Linked DNA regions of Mus musculus: regions 2, 3, 4 and 5 are each linked to region 1. Evidence: chromatin contacts called from public Micro-C and promoter capture Hi-C data. All regions are on one chromosome and are shown on one strand. Each heading gives the region's core, a stretch centred on a gene start, on an enhancer-like site or on the middle of the called end of the contact. The rest is flanking DNA. Distances are from core to core; before and after follow the strand shown. Region 1 holds the start of Adgrl1 (adhesion G protein-coupled receptor L1). Region 2 has its middle 24 kb from the start of Gm23626. Region 3 holds the start of Scoc (short coiled-coil protein). Region 4 holds the start of Mri1 (methylthioribose-1-phosphate isomerase 1). Region 5 holds the start of D830024N08Rik (a long non-coding RNA gene).

Region 1 (2,805 bases), core at 79-2,578:
CAAAGCACCCCTCCGGGCTGAAACTCACTCGACACCCAGACATACCTCTCCCCATACCACCCCCAACCACCATTAGCGCCACTGCCTCCCAGAGAAAAACAAGCCATGTCGGGGGGGGGGGGGGGCTGGCCCAGCATCCTGCGGTGCCAGCCCCCCGACATGGCTTCTCTGGGGAGCCCGGGCCCGCGCGCTGCGCGCACACGCACCCTCTCCACTCACACCCAGACACCTACACAAACAGGGCGCCAAGCACCCGCGCGCACACGCACCGGGGACACGCAGGCACCGCCGCGCCGCTTCCCCACAAAGGCCGGCGCGCGCGCGGGCACACGCAGCCACGCGCGGGCACACTAGCGGTCCCCTCCCCCTGCAGGGCACCCTGCGGCCGCCCATCCGCACCCTCACCAAGCCCCCGGCGGGCGGGGGTAGGGTGCTCCCCGCCCCTCCCGCCGCGCACACCTGGCCCAGGTGCGGCGTGGCCTGAGGCTCCCGCACACTCACCTGTCCAGCGGCGCTTCGGGGTCGGCCGTGCGCGCTCCTCCGGCGGCTCCGCGAAGCCGGGCCCCCCGCCCGGCACATCTCCCGGAGCCCGGCCCAGGGGGAAGCGGGGAGGGGGTGGCTGAGCGAGGGAGGACTCCGTGTCCCTTCTTTCCTCCGGCCCAGCACCGCCGCCACCGACCAAAATTTAAAAGGGAAGGGGTGGGGGGGGGGAGTATAAAAAAAAAAAAAAAAAGGAAAGAAAAGGCGGATCGCGGCGCTCCGGAGGCGGCCCCGGCCCCGGGCGCGCGGGTCTGCGCCCCTCCCGGGGAGCGAGGCGTGGAGGCGGAGGGGCGGGGGCGGCGTCAGAGCTCGGGGGGCTGGGGCGAGGCGGAGCCCCCCGAGGCGGCGCCGGCTGCCCGCATCTCCCCCGCAGCTCCGCGGCCCCGACGGAGGCGGCACGTGTGTGCCCAGGCGACTTCCCAGCGCCCCCGGACGGCAGCGGGCGAAGGGTTAACGCGGCTGCCCGGGCGGCCGCGCAGGCCCCCGCCGCCCGGCGGCGCCGCTCCTGGGCCCGCGCGGCCCCATCCGCCGGGGCGTCTCCGGCAGACGGCGGGGCGGGGGCGTCGCAGCGCCGACTGCTCCCGCGCCGACCGCTCGCGCTGCCCGCAGGGGGCCGGAGCTACACAGCTGGAAGCAGGCGCGGCGGCGTTGCGCCCCCGGGGTGGCCGGAGCAGGGGGCGCGGGGCTGGGCCCGTGGGCACCGCAGGACTCGCGGAGCGAGCGGGCGCGGGGCACCAGCAATGACAAGCCGCCTGCTCTCGGCGCTGCCGGGCCCGCCGGCTCCGGGAGGGGGGCGGCGGACAAGCGCAAAACCTGGCCTGGACTACCCGCCGGGGACTAGTCTCCGCAGCCCTCCCGTGCGCCCCGAGGAAGGGCCCGGAAACCTGGCCTGGAGTTCCACTCGCCTCCCCCAAGGAAAAGTGGGCAGAGGGAGGCGACGCGCTAGATCCCCCTAGTTGGGCTGGGGGGGGGTGGGGTGCGACGGGCGGCAAGAAAAAACGGAACGGACTCTGCAGCCGTGCTGTGCAGAAAGGCGCCTAGCCGGTGAGGGGTAAATGGAGAGCTGTGCAAGGACTGCGCAAAACCTGGTCCGGATTTGGCAGAGAGGGTAGGGACGGGAGGGGCGCGGTGTGGGGGGGTAGGAGTGGGAGGGGAGGTAGCTGCGACAGGGCCAGATGCACTCGAGGCACGCAAATTTCGGTCCGGATTCTTCCAAGGGAGATGGAGTAATGCGTCAGGCCTGTGCGGTGGCAACAAAAAAGACCTGGACCAGAGCGTCTCCCACCCGGGATTGCAGGAGGGCCGGAGGGAGTGCTGCTTAGTGACTGACAAGAGCGTAGGCTGTCCCCCATCTTCCTAACAGCGACGTGGGGTGGGGAGGGACAAAATGAGGGCTGGACTGAGGTATGGAAGGATCCCGCGCGCTGGCTGCAACAGAGCCGGCAGGTAAAAGCAGTATCTGGATCCTGGGTGATGCGACAGGAAGGGGATGTGGTGTGGATCCCGCTACCCTGGGAGACCAGACCTACAATAAAAAAATAAATAAATAAATTAATTAAAAAAAAAAACGAGGGAGGGACGCAAAGCCAGGACTGGAGCGTAGGTAGGATGGGATGAGAACAGCCCCCCTCCCCCAAACAGAAGAGAGAGCCTTGGCAACCGGACAGGGTCCTGGAGCTGACCAGGCTGCAGGAGCGGAGGAGAGGTTAGTATCTATAAACGCCTCAAGCGTCTGGTTTTGGAGGGGGTGGGTAGGGAAGAAAAAAAAAATTGAATTTTAGGTTGATGGCGAGAGCAAAAGCCCGGTGCAGATTTCCACAACGTAAGAACTACACTGCAGGTGATGGACTCGGAGAAGTAGGGCAGCGGATCGGACTTAGATTCCTAGGCTTTGGACTTAGTGAGTGAAGCCAGAGGCTGGGTTCAGCCCCCCAGCTACAGATGAAGCCTAGGATTGCTTCTCTAGATGGGAAAGGGGGTCGACCTGGCCCAAATATCTGGAGCCAAAGCTACCACTGCCTAGACTTATAGTTTATTTGTTTTTTTGGTTTTTTTTTTTTTTTTTGGTGGGGGGAGGCTATAAAGCTGAACCCGGGGCCAAAACCAGGCACTTAAGCAATATAGACAACTCAGTGCGGGGGTTGGGGTGTGGGTTCAGGGGAGCGGAATCCAGAGAGGTAAGAACAGAGCTTGGAAGCTGCCGCGCTGAGAATCCGTTTTACGAAGGATGGGTGCAACTCTTAAGATTGATGGCTGAGGAGAAGC
Region 2 (2,805 bases), core at 100-2,599, 460 kb before region 1:
GGTAGACATACTGAGTGAACAGGTGGACACATGCATGGGAGGAAAGCCGGATACATGGCAACACCTAAGGGTGAGGAACGCGGGTCAGTTTGCCGCCGCCCATAGATGCTCAGACATACCACCAGGTGTCGCCATAACCTTAGGAACTACCTCAGAGGGCACGTCAAGTAGGCCTGCTTCACATCCAGCCATAACCTTAGGAACTACCTCAGAGGGCACTTCAAGTAGGCCTGCTTCACATCCAGCCTACCAGACGTGCTCAGGCCCACCTTGCATTCGTTCCCGCCCATCAGCACCCACAGGCTTCCCCTTCTCCAGGAACAGTGGCAGCTGCAGATAAGCAGGGTGACCACACACACGCAGCCTCCCTGGGATGGCAGGGTATGAAGACTGAGGGACTTAAACTGGTTCCTGTCTTGCTAGCATCAGCGGCTCCTGCTGTTACTCATGGGTACATCACAGCCATCAGTGTCAGCCCAGGAAACCACCCCAGCTTTACACCTTTGAAATAAAATGTTATTAAGCCCTAGCAATCCGCTTAGAGATGCAGTGGCAAAGGGATTGTTTGTAGTTGAACCTTTCTCCAAACCACTTCCCATTAGCTATCAGCGTAGCTCGTTCCCTCACAGCTGGGCCAGAGTACCTCTGAAGGCAGAATTTCCCAGCCTTTCCCAACATGCCCCACCTCCCCGCACCCTACCCAAGTCCCCAGAGAAAGCACTTGTCCCCTCTGCCAGTCCTTTCTGGCTCCACTGCGCACAAGGGATCCGGGTCTTTTACAAAGCCGGTTCAGAGTATTCCAGGCAACCTTAAGGCAGAGGGTTGATGGACTGTCAAGGGACAACTGGAGTCACCCACACCATATCAGCGCATTCTATCCCCTGAAGCTTGCCAGTTCAGGCTTGGCTGGCCCACAAGCCCCGCACAGCTCCCTTACAGCCTGCCCCGTGAATACTCACTCCCACTCTTTCCTTCTGGCCTGAGGGGTGCTGTGCATTTTGTGCGCCTGGTGGGCCAAGATGACATCCCGGTGGTCCACCACGCCACCACGCCGTTTCAGAGTTGGCCCCTCGAGGCTTCCGCTCATCTGCTGTGACCACGGGACATGCAGAGTCCTGGATGAGCCTGCCAGGGTGCAGTCCGTGCCTGGGTACCTTGGGCTGTGCAGGAGCTCATGACTGAGGGGAGAAAGCATGGGGTCAGAGCCCCAAGAGGCCCTCGGCATCCATGGGCCTCGCTCAGATATCCCAGGAGAGGAAACTGGAGGGAGAGAGGAGACAAGGAGAGCAGAGTGAGAGAAACTGAGGGGAGGCCAGGGCTGTGCGCGAGCAGGTGTGAACAGCAGAGGCCACCCCACCCTGCGCCCGGAAGTTCAGCGCCCCAGGCCCGGCTGCCAGGATTGAGTATTCCCTTGGCAACTGGGGGGCAGGAAAGACACTTCTAGCAGTTGCCGGGCAACACAGGCCATGGGTTGAAAGGGCGCAAGGGTGTGGCTGATGCTAAGCAATAGAACTACCTAGCTCCAGATCGAACTGGGGTGGGGTGGGGAGGGGTGGGGGAGGGGTGCTTTCTCACATCTAGATGCTCCCTTCTGCAAAGTGGACCCTCTAAAGCCCTTGCTTTCTGTGCTCTGGACCTGCGTCCAGTGGACTTCAGATCCCTGATGGCAAGTTCAAACTCAGTTGCACTGGACCAAGAGGCTGGTCCTGATCTGCTTCCTGTGTAGTTAGAAAGCACACCGAGAGCCTGTCTGTTAGTTTCTTTGTCTCGATGTTTTATTTATTATATTCATGTGTTTGCAGTGTGCATGGGGCACTGGTATGTGCATATATGTATGCGGAAGCCAGAGATCAACATTAGGTGCTATTCCTCAGGGGCTACCACCTTAGTTTTTTAGACAGAGTCTCTCACTGGCCTGGAATAGAGTAGACTATGCTAGCTGACCAGTGAGCCTAGTCTAGTCTGCCTGTCTCTGCCTCCCCAGCATCATGATTCTAGCTTGTACCACCATGCCTGGCCTCTGTCCCCACCCCCACCCCCACCCCCGACATGACACACACACCCTAGGGATTGAACTCAGGTCCCAATATACTAAGCTATCCCCCTAGCCCTTTATTTTCTTCTTGTTGTTATTTAAATTGTGTGTGTGTGTCTGTGTCTGTGTGTGTGTGATGGGTGTATGGGTGTGCCGTGGGCCATCTGTACTGATCAGAGGACAATGCTGTAGGCATCAGTTCTCTCCCTCCATCCTTGGGCTCCAGAGACTGAGCTCAAGCTATCAGGCTTGGTAGCAGTGGCCTTTACCCACAGAGCCATCCTATACCTTTCCGATTTTGCTGTTTTTTTATGTGCACGAGTGTTTTTCCATGCAGTCTGTGCATTGTCTGTGTACACACCCTGGGAGGTAAGAAGATGGTGCTGGATCCCCTGAAATGGGATCCTGCCCATTGTTAACCACTATGTGGGTGTGGTGTGAACTCCAGTCCTCTGCAGGAGCAGCCAGAGCCTTTAGCCACGGAGTCATTTCTCCAGTCCCTATTTTACTAATTTTTGAGGCTGTCTCACCTTGCTGCCAAGGCTAGGCTGAAACTCACAATCTTCTACCTGAGCCTGGACAGTGCGAGGCTTATACATACGCACCACCATGCCAGCTCTTTAATCTGTTACTTTGTCCTTGGTTTAATTCTATTTACTTGCAGTATGGAGGCAGAGTCGGAGCACACCACGCAAGGACTCGACTCCCAGCTCTTTTTCACTTTCTGTTTCGCCAAGTTTGTCATGAAACTTATTCTTGTAGCCCAGGCT
Region 3 (2,805 bases), core at 96-2,595, 460 kb after region 1:
TCCAGTTCCAGGAGATCCAACACTCTTTTCTGGCGTCCTCAGGCACCAGGTACCCAAGTGTTTCAGAGAAATAAATGCAAGTAAAATATACATACAATAAAAAATTAAAACCAAAAACAAATTTTCAGGCCCATTTCTATGACTGGCCCATGTGCATTTGAAAAGAAAGTGTGTTCTTCACTATCTTGGAAAATCCCATCCTTCTTTGAATGTTGCCCATATTCATTCTATTTTGTTGGCACTCCTCTTAGCGTTACCTGGGGTTTCCCTCTCTTCCCATATTCTCCTTCCTTCAAATCCTGAATTGTAGTCCAAGCCTAATACTTTCGTCTCAAACACTAAATGGTAGGTACTTTATTTATAAAGGATTACGGTCACGTGTTAGCAAATCCTGCTTGATTGGTTTAAGATACCCGGGAGTTGTAGAAATGGCTCAGAAGTTAACAGTACTTATTGCTCTTTCACGGGAAGCTGAGTTGAGTTCTCATCATCCTCACCAAATGGTTCACAGCCACCTGTAACCCCAATCCCAGGGGTCTGATTCCCTCTTCTGGCATCTGCAGGCACCTTGCACAGGCACAAGCAAGTACATACACACCGCTACATATTCATGCAATTAAAAATAGAACCTTATATAAGAAAGAAAAGCCAAGAAGAAAGTATTTGTAAGCTGGCCTCTACAGCTCAGAGGTTTTGATAAAGTCAAAGCAAGAATGCTTTGCAGGTAAGAATATACTGTGGTCACTGACCGCTAACAGCAAGATACTTGTTTCAAAGGTTAGGTTATAATGAAGTGTCACGAAAATCACCTAGCAACCCAAAGTCTGGCATTGTACATGTACACTTGAATAAGAAACACAATTTTAATTAAGCCTTGGGTTTTCTGAGACTGAGATCAGGAGACTGCTGATCTAAGGAATCATGACGTGGTCGGGTGAACGGAAGTTTAAAAATTGTCCTGAATATGGGGTACGAAGAGAAACATCCATTAATGGTATATGCTTTGTGCGTTATCTAATTTTAGAAGTGGGGAAAAAGGAAACCGTGCTTTTAGAATCGAGGGGGGAGGGCGCTGCACTGTTCTGCTCACTCTGTTCTTGAATGTGAACGAAATATCTCTCTCCTAGAGTCTGGTCACGGCAATTTCCAGAAATTCTGTCTCTGTTTCCCTCCCTCTCTCCCCGTCTCTCTTTTTTTAACCTAGAGTGACTTTCCACCCCACTTTCCAGGTTCCTGGCGAGACAAAAGATGCTCAGCGAGGACCGCTTTCTTAGGCGCATCTTCTCTTCTGCGCCGTGATTGGTCGCTGCTTTTTTAGGACACGCCCAAAAATCCTGATTGGTCGTCAATGCCCTTTTGTTAGGGCAAAGGTGGACCCCGGTGCTCTGCCACAGGCCTGTCGAGGCGTCCAGCAGCCAGTGCGCAGGCGTGCAATTTCCAGTTAGGATTGGTGGGAGGACGCCTCCTCGCTCGGCGCACGCTCCGTGGGCGGGAAGGGCGGGGCTGACGCTGTCAGTTGGTCGGAGAGCCGCGCGGCCTGAGGCTTCCTACCCATCCCGCCTCTTCCCGGCGCTTCAGACGCAAGGTGAGGCGGCTCGGGGCGGCGAGGGCTGGGCCTGGGAGACCGCCGAGGCCCTGTGGGGCGGGGCGGGATGGAACGGGAACCCGGGCGGCGGCCTGGGTGCTGGATTGCGGCGCCGCGAGGCCCGACATCCCGCCGAGCGCTGCGCAGCCACCTTCCCGGCCCCACGCCGCGGGCTCAGTGGGAAGAGCCCGGCGGTGCGGGACCGGGACGCCGTGGGGGTGCGATGGGACCGGGTAGTAGGAGAAGACGCTCTGCTGCCCGAGCTACCTTCCAGTTCGCCGCAATTCTTCTGCTTCAGCCTCTCGAGTGCTAGGATTGCTTTGCAGGCGTGGTGGCCCGTGCATGTCTGGGGTGGGACGTCTTTGCTAGAACCTGGGTTTGTTTCTTTGTCAGCTTTTCTCAGGCGTCCTGCGGAACAAATATTGAGGAGTAAGGTTTGGGAAGGAGAAATCATAGTTTCCCGAAAAGCCAAGGTTTCTGTTACACCACCAGAGACAGACGTCGCAATAGCCAGAAGGACAGAGGTCCCCAAACCGTTATCCGTTTCTGCGACTCAAAGCTGTGCGTAGGAATCCTAGTGTCTGTATGCTCCAATGATTAAACTGGATGCAGCTAGCTCCCCGGGGATCTAACTTAAGTTTGATCCTTATTGACGATGTAGTTCCTCGATTTCCATCGATTTTGAAAGCCCTAAAATGTCAAAGCAGAACATGAACAGATTAGAAACATCACACTGGAGTGGATGCAGATGAAATTTTATATTTGTTTTGTTTGTGGAAACGCCAAAGGAGTTGAGTTTTTCAAACTCAGTTTAGGACCTTAATAATATCTTGGCTATGAAACATGAGGCAAGGCCTCTAGCCTTTATAAGGCTTAGTATCCACATCTGTGAATTGCATTTTCTTTCTGTTGTGATAAAACTATATATGTAAAGTGTTCAGTGCATTCCTGTAGTGCATTGGACTTTTAAATTTAAAAAACTATTGCTGGTGAGTGGATGATGGATGGAAAACATTAATTGCAGGTTCAAGAGAAGTCTGGTGGTTGAGTTTGAAAGGATATTAGGGAAATGTCAAACTCATATCTGAGATGTTAAGGCCAGCCGAGGTGGAATGATGGGAAAAGCAGAGTGGACATTGACTATATCCTTGATTCTGGATGGACTACTGTGATGTGAATTAAGCCACTCTCAGATTAGGCCAGGAGTTCTAATATGAGGC
Region 4 (2,805 bases), core at 126-2,625, 360 kb before region 1:
CCTTGTCAGAAGAACAAAGAAGGCCACCAGGAACCACCCAGGGTAGCAAGACACTTGAAGAGGCAGCAGAAGCATCCAGGACCAGCAAGACATCAGAATCCAAGAGAAACTGTAGTGATCAGGCCTTCCCCCTAGGTTCCTCCCAGGAGGACCTGCTGAACCCCAACACCCCCAATGCCTCCCTGGTGGCTGACTACTCTGACTCAGAGAGCGAGTAAGGGAGTCAGAATTCCAGGACCAGAAGCCATGACGCGTCCAGACCTTAGGGACTGGCACATTGCTGCCAGCCCAGATACAGACCTACCTTCCTATACAGATTATTATTTATTTGGTTTTGGTGAGAATGCCTGTGCCTTGATGTAACCCTGATACCTGAGCATTAAAGTGCTGTTCTTTGTCCCTGCCTTGTTTCTAAACTCATCTAGTAGCTGCCCTGCCCTCACTTCCAGCCAACTAAGCAGATGCTGCTGCATCGTTGTGACGGCAGTGTGGCCCCACAAAGCCCGATGAAGGGTTTGAGATACTGACCAAGATTGGCCACGGCCTGGGGTGACGTCCCCTTATGAGGTGTCAAGGACTACATAAGGAAGGTTGAAAGAGGGCCAGGCTGCTGGAGCCAGAGAAATAAAGCTAACGGCAGGCAGGAAGAACATCCAAACTCCATGTCATGGGCTGGTGTGGGTCACTCATAGTGGCCAGCCAGTAGGGATGTTTGTGAAACAACCTCAAAAACACCCTAATCCAGCCAGGCATAGTGGGCAGACAACCGTCATCCTGGCACCCCAGCAATAGAGACAAGGTGTGGTCCAGCTTTAAAATAGGGTTTCTCATGTATCCCTGGCTGTCCTGGAACTCGTTCTGTAACTATTGTGGAGCCAGATTCACAAATATATCTCTACCTCCTGAATGCTGGAATTAAAATCTGAGGTTTATTTTTGTGTGTTTGCATGTTGTGAGTATGTTGTCTCACTGAGGTTTGAAAGAGGGCCTTGAATCCTTTAAAACTAGCGGCAGTCGTGAAGCCTTTGGTCCTCTACAAGAGCAGAATGCACGCCTAACCATTGAGCAATCTCTTCAGGCCCTGAGAATAAACGTCCCTCATGGTGCTTGCTTTTTTTTAAAAAAATGGAGACAAAAGTAGTCCCACGGAAGGTCGTTTGACACGCTGATTAAGCGCTGGGTGTCTGTGAGCCGTGGATAGGCAGAGCTGAGAGTTCCAAGTCATCGCTTCAGTAACGGATGGACGATTTCCGGCAAAAAAATAGCCCCATCACCAAGCATCTTGGAGCTAGAACTCGGCCTTGGGAGAAGTTACAGCCACTCTGGAAGACGCTAATCGCCCGATAACCTAGGAGCGCGTGCGCATGCGCACGCGGCAGGACGCAACTCCGCCCCGCAGCCTGTGCAGGATTCCTCGTGGCCCTGCAGGGTAGGCAACATGACACTGGAAGCGATCCGCTACTCGCCCGGCTCGCTGCAGATCCTCGACCAGCTGCAGCTGCCAGAGCACTGCCACTATGAGGCACTGAGCTCCGTGCAGCAGGCTAGTGAAGCCATCCGCGCCATGAAGGTGCGCGGAGCCCCGGCCATCGCGCTGGTCGGCTGCCTCAGCCTGGCCGTGGAGCTGCGGGCCGGCGCCGGCGGTCCCGGACTCGCTGCTCTGGTGGCCTTCGTGCGAGACCAGCTGCGCCTCTTAGTCGCCGCCCGGCCCACCGCTGTCAACATGGCCCGCGCCGCCCGCGATCTGGGTCAAGTGGCAGCCCAGGAGGCGGAACGAGAGGGTGCCACTGAAGAGACCGTGCGGGAAAGGTACGGGATCCTGGACCAGTCTTGTGTGCTCTGCCCAGCTTTCCTCTCTACCATTTTCTTTCCCATCCCACTTCCGGTCCAGCCACTTGGTTCTTACTGCTTTTCTGTTGCACCGGTACGGCTCCTGCCTGTGGCTGAGACTAGAGTCTAGAGCATTAAAGCACTGGAGTTAGAACTTCATCTCCAGGTTCCTGCTCCTTCCCCTCCCCTTCTGTAAAAACACCTTGTCCCTGATTCTGCCCCTTCCTGTTCATCAACTGCCTCTCCCACCATGACGTCATCATCACAGAGGTAAAGGGTTTCCTCCTGTTTACTGCTGTGCGTCAGCCCCAGCTCCTGGCTCACTTATATTAGTGATCAGAGTGGAAGTGTCCTCAGGCTCTCAGAACCCCACCTCACCTTTAAAGGGCGGCCCCTTCAAAGTTAGCCAGCTCCCTTCCAACAGTGCTAAGAGCTTCTTCTGTCCCCAGAGTGATCCGCTTCGCCGAGGATATGTTGGAGAAGGACCTCAAAGACAACCGGAGCATCGGGGACTTGGGAGCCCGCCATCTCCTAGAGCAGACCAACCCCAGGGGTGGCAAGGTGACCGTGCTGACCCACTGTAACACGGGTGCTCTGGCCACTGCTGGCTATGGTACAGCGTTAGGTGAGGAGGCACCTTCAATTGTTAGGGCATGGGACATGTTATGGGATGCAAGGCAAAGCAACTGGAGCTGGGGGTGTAGTTCAGTGGCAAGAGTACTTGCTTAGCTAGGGCTGGCTCAGCAGCTTAAAAGTATGGACCCCTCTTGCAAAGACCTATTAAGTTCTCAGCACCCACAGTAACTACCTGCAGCACCCTCTTCTGGCCTCCACGAGCACATGCCCTTACATGCATAGAGACACACATGTACATAATTAAAAATAAACACTAGGGCTGGAGAGATGGCTCAGTGGTAAAGAGCATTGACTGCTCTTTCAAAAATCCTGAGTTCAATTCCCAGCAACCACATGGTG
Region 5 (2,805 bases), core at 132-2,631, 330 kb after region 1:
CTGGCACTGATTGTCCTTGTGTGGATTCAGCCATCTGCCCCAGAGTATGCTGTGTCCATGATGTAGGCTCTGGCACATATGGGCAAGCAGGCCTGGGTACCACTGCCTGGCATAGGAACCTTGCTCTGAACTCAAGCCCAGGCCCTACAGGGCAGCATCACTGTGTAGGGTTACCTCCGTGGGGGCTTCCCGACCTGTACATGCACACATACACACATGCATACACTTTCTGTGTGCCAGCACCATGTCGGCCCACCCATGCCTTCTCAAGGACCCCTAGCAGATCTGGGATCGTGCCATGGCCTCTGTTGTTGGGAGCATGTAGGTGGCAACAGTTGGCTTCTCTGGCCTGTGATGCCCCCTTCTTCTGGAAAAAAGTGGCAGATCTCCGCATAGCCCTTGGGTCTCCCCCAGCCAGCATGGGCAGTGTTGAGCATCTTCTCTGACCTGCTGGGTCCGATGGGTCAGATCCCCTGGGGCTCCTGCCTCCTTACCCTGCCCCTATGCATATTTTCTGGCCTCAGCCTGCAGGTTTCTCCTTTGGGGACTGTGGACCCCAGGGGTGCAGGCAGGGTATGTGTTGGGAGGGTATGTGTTGGGCTTTGGTAGGCTCGTCCATGGGTGAGCACATTGTGTTGGCCTGATGTGGTAGGAGCTGTGAGGAGTGAGGCGGTGGAGAGGGAGGTGGAGGGACTTGGGAACTCTGCACCAGTACCTCTGGAATTTGTCACCTCCCTGGGAACACAAATGCACAAGGGAAATAATCCAGTGTCCCTTACAGCTTAGAAGTGGAAATGGATGATCTGTCTCGGAGATTCTCCAGATAGCTGGCATTTCCCCAGGCTGGGTAACCTGTTGGCCAGGGCTGCACACCGGGGCTGGGCTTGCGGCGCCTGCCATGGCTGTGGGCCTTTTCCTTCTTCATGCCCCTGGCACTTCTGAGGGCCTGTGCCCACCCAATTAACTGCCTGTATGAGGGTAGCCCTCAGGGGAGGACTGTGGCTCCTTTGGTGGGGACTCGGGCTGAGATGGTTTTATATTTAGCCAGGCCAGGCCCTGGTGCCACTCGGGTTACATCTGGCGTTGGCGCTGGCTGAGCCTGGTCAGACACAGGCTCCCTTCCAGCACCGAGGCAGAATTTGATCATGCTGCCCGGCCCAGCTCACAGCAGCTTTGTGAGGAGAGGTCGGAGGTGGGGGCTGGCGACTGGCAGTGGGCACCACAGACTGGAAGGCAGAGCAGGAGGGCCAGCGGCTGTGGCATGGATATCAGCTTGAGCATGGCAGCCAAAGAGGCCCACCAAGGCCTCGATGGTCTTCCCATGCCCATGCCCCACAAAGCAGCCAAGAAGCATAAAAAGGCTGTCCTCTTCTTTGAGGTGGAGATTCGGGATGCAAAGACGAGGGAGAAGCTGTGCTTCCTGGACAAGGTAGGACTGCACCCCTGGGGGTGAAGTGCCAGGAGGGCTGGGTCCCTGTTCCTTACAGCTCCTGTAGGGCTATGCAGGCATCGGTGGCCCTCCCTGTCCTTCAGAAGGCATGTAAAGGGTATTGTCTTCATCTAGAGCAGCGGTTCTCAACCTGTGGGCTGAGACCCCATTGGGGTTGCCTATCAGATATCCTGCATAGCAGATATTTATATTACAATTCATATCAGCAGAATTACAGGTATGAAGTAGCAATGAAATAATGTTCTGGTTGGGGTCAGCACACCATGAGGAACTGTACTAAGGGTGGCAGCTTTAGGAAGGTTGAGAACCACTGCGCTAGAGTGAGCAGCTGGGGCCCCTCTGTGGGGCTGGAAGCTGACAGCCTGGTGTGGGAAGGGACAAGGCAGCCTTGGGAGGGCTCTGTGTCCGTAAAGGAGGTGGAGGACGGATGTACCCCGTGAAGTCAGCTAGCTTGTTCCTGACCTGCCTGTACCTGGACCCCCTCCCCCATCCTAGGCCTGGCTCCCTCCGGACTTACACCTTGTTTTCCTTTAGGTAGAGCCTCAGGCCACCATTTCTGAAATCAAGACCCTTTTCACCAAGACACGTGAGTCTCCCGACACACCTATTCCTGCTCCTGACATACGTGTCCCCCCGCTCCCGACACATCTACCCCCCACTCCTGCCTCCCCTCTGGATGTGACCTGGGCCCGCATGCCTCCGCATGCCTTTCCCTCATCGGCTTGTTGCCTCTCAGCACACTGGAACAGTGAGTGAGGCCCGGCTGACTGGGCAGGCTGCCCCTGTGTGGTCACCAGCAGGAATGCTCTTGTGCTATCTATCCAAAGGGGTAAAAAATAAAATCTGTCGCTGCCTATCCTGTGTGCCCTTGCACAGGTGGGAGGAGCTGGGGGGGGGGGGTCCTAGAGTTCTGGAAGCCTTTAGAGGCAGGCCAAGTTGGGGCGTGGGTAGGCTGAGCCTTGCCAGATTAGGTGATGCAACCCCTGACCTTCTCCTGGCAGACCCGCAGTGGTATCCTGCCCGCCAGTCCCTCCGCCTGGACCCCAGTGAGTACAGCTGTCCATCAGCCTATCCCTTGGGCTCTTGGGGTCAGGAAACCAGGGCAGTAACCAAATACTGACTTCTCTCTGTAGAGGGGAAGTCCCTGAAAGATGAAGATGTCTTACAGAAGCTTCCTGTGGGCACCACAGCCACACTCTACTTCCGGGACCTCGGGGCCCAGATCAGCTGGGTGACGGTGAGCTCTGACTCCTTCCCTGGTCTCTGCCTTCAGCTACCCTGGGGCGACTCACCTTGTCTCTGGGTACTCCCAGGTCTTCCTGACGGAGTATGCCGGGCCCCTTTTCATCTACCTG

Evidence for each region. Promoter capture Hi-C pulls out the DNA fragments that hold promoters and counts their contacts. A called contact is a pair of places that touch in the nucleus more often than the background predicts.
Region 2: a Micro-C map of embryonic stem cells shows a contact between it and region 1, with 2.8 times the contacts expected there. The contact joins the enhancer-like site here to the promoter of Adgrl1 in region 1. A contact is called at or near these places in 2 of 39 promoter capture datasets (neutrophils and pre-B cells), 1 of 484 Hi-C or Micro-C datasets (embryonic stem cells) and 1 of 9 other capture datasets (liver).
Region 3: a contact with region 1 is called in a Micro-C map of embryonic stem cells, with 2.7 times the contacts expected there. The contact joins the promoter of Scoc here to the promoter of Adgrl1 in region 1. A contact is called at or near these places in 1 of 39 promoter capture datasets (liver), 3 of 484 Hi-C or Micro-C datasets (CD4 T cells and embryonic stem cells) and 1 of 9 other capture datasets (pancreatic islet).
Region 4: a promoter capture Hi-C map of neural stem cells shows a contact between it and region 1. The contact joins the promoter of Mri1 here to the promoter of Adgrl1 in region 1. A contact is called at or near these places in 4 of 39 promoter capture datasets (embryonic stem cells, maxillary cranial neural crest, neural stem cells and 1 more), 1 of 484 Hi-C or Micro-C datasets (CD4 T cells) and 2 of 115 datasets of contacts at active chromatin or transcription factors (effector CD8 T cells and large pre-B cells).
Region 5: a promoter capture Hi-C map of pre-B cells shows a contact between it and region 1, with 2.4 times the contacts expected there. The contact joins the promoter of D830024N08Rik here to the promoter of Adgrl1 in region 1. A contact is called at or near these places in 3 of 39 promoter capture datasets (liver, pre-B cells and stem cell-derived epiblast-like cells), 1 of 484 Hi-C or Micro-C datasets (embryonic stem cells) and 4 of 115 datasets of contacts at active chromatin or transcription factors (embryonic stem cells, large pre-B cells and memory CD8 T cells).

The regions. Positions count from the first base shown.
Region 1 is chr8:83,898,621-83,901,425 of GRCm38.p6, reverse strand. Adgrl1 (adhesion G protein-coupled receptor L1) reads right to left here and starts at 1,328. Exons shown (of 23, transcript NM_181039.2): 1 at 502-1,328. It overlaps Gm26721 (predicted gene, 26721), which reads left to right and starts at 1,699. Exons shown (of 4, transcript NR_166528.1): 1 at 1,699-2,245.
Region 2 is chr8:84,355,280-84,358,084 of GRCm38.p6, reverse strand. It overlaps a transcript of Cacna1a not described here. Among named protein-coding and RNA genes, the nearest start is that of Gm23626, 24 kb to the left of the region's middle. Within about 2 kb of position 1,349, at least 42 of the 459 cell types and tissues checked have an H3K27ac peak or open chromatin away from gene starts, as enhancers often do. A contact at or near this core is called in embryonic stem cells, where this site is marked.
Region 3 is chr8:83,441,202-83,444,006 of GRCm38.p6, reverse strand. It overlaps Scoc (short coiled-coil protein), which reads left to right and starts at 1,345. Exons shown (of 4, transcript NM_019708.4): 1 at 1,345-1,585.
Region 4 is chr8:84,255,894-84,258,698 of GRCm38.p6, reverse strand. Mri1 (methylthioribose-1-phosphate isomerase 1) reads left to right here and starts at 1,375. Exons shown (of 5, transcript NM_026423.4): 1 at 1,375-1,809; 2 at 2,280-2,455. The coding sequence starts at 1,439. Ccdc130 (coiled-coil domain containing 130) reads left to right here. Exons shown (of 10, transcript NM_026350.3): 10 at 1-932. The coding sequence ends at 218.
Region 5 is chr8:83,573,102-83,575,906 of GRCm38.p6, reverse strand. D830024N08Rik (a long non-coding RNA gene) reads right to left here and starts at 1,381. Exons shown (of 3, transcript XR_003947410.1): 1 at 1-1,381. Tecr (trans-2,3-enoyl-CoA reductase) reads left to right here. Exons shown (of 13, transcript NM_134118.5): 2 at 1,379-1,429; 3 at 1,985-2,036; 4 at 2,452-2,496; 5 at 2,584-2,687; 6 at 2,764-2,805.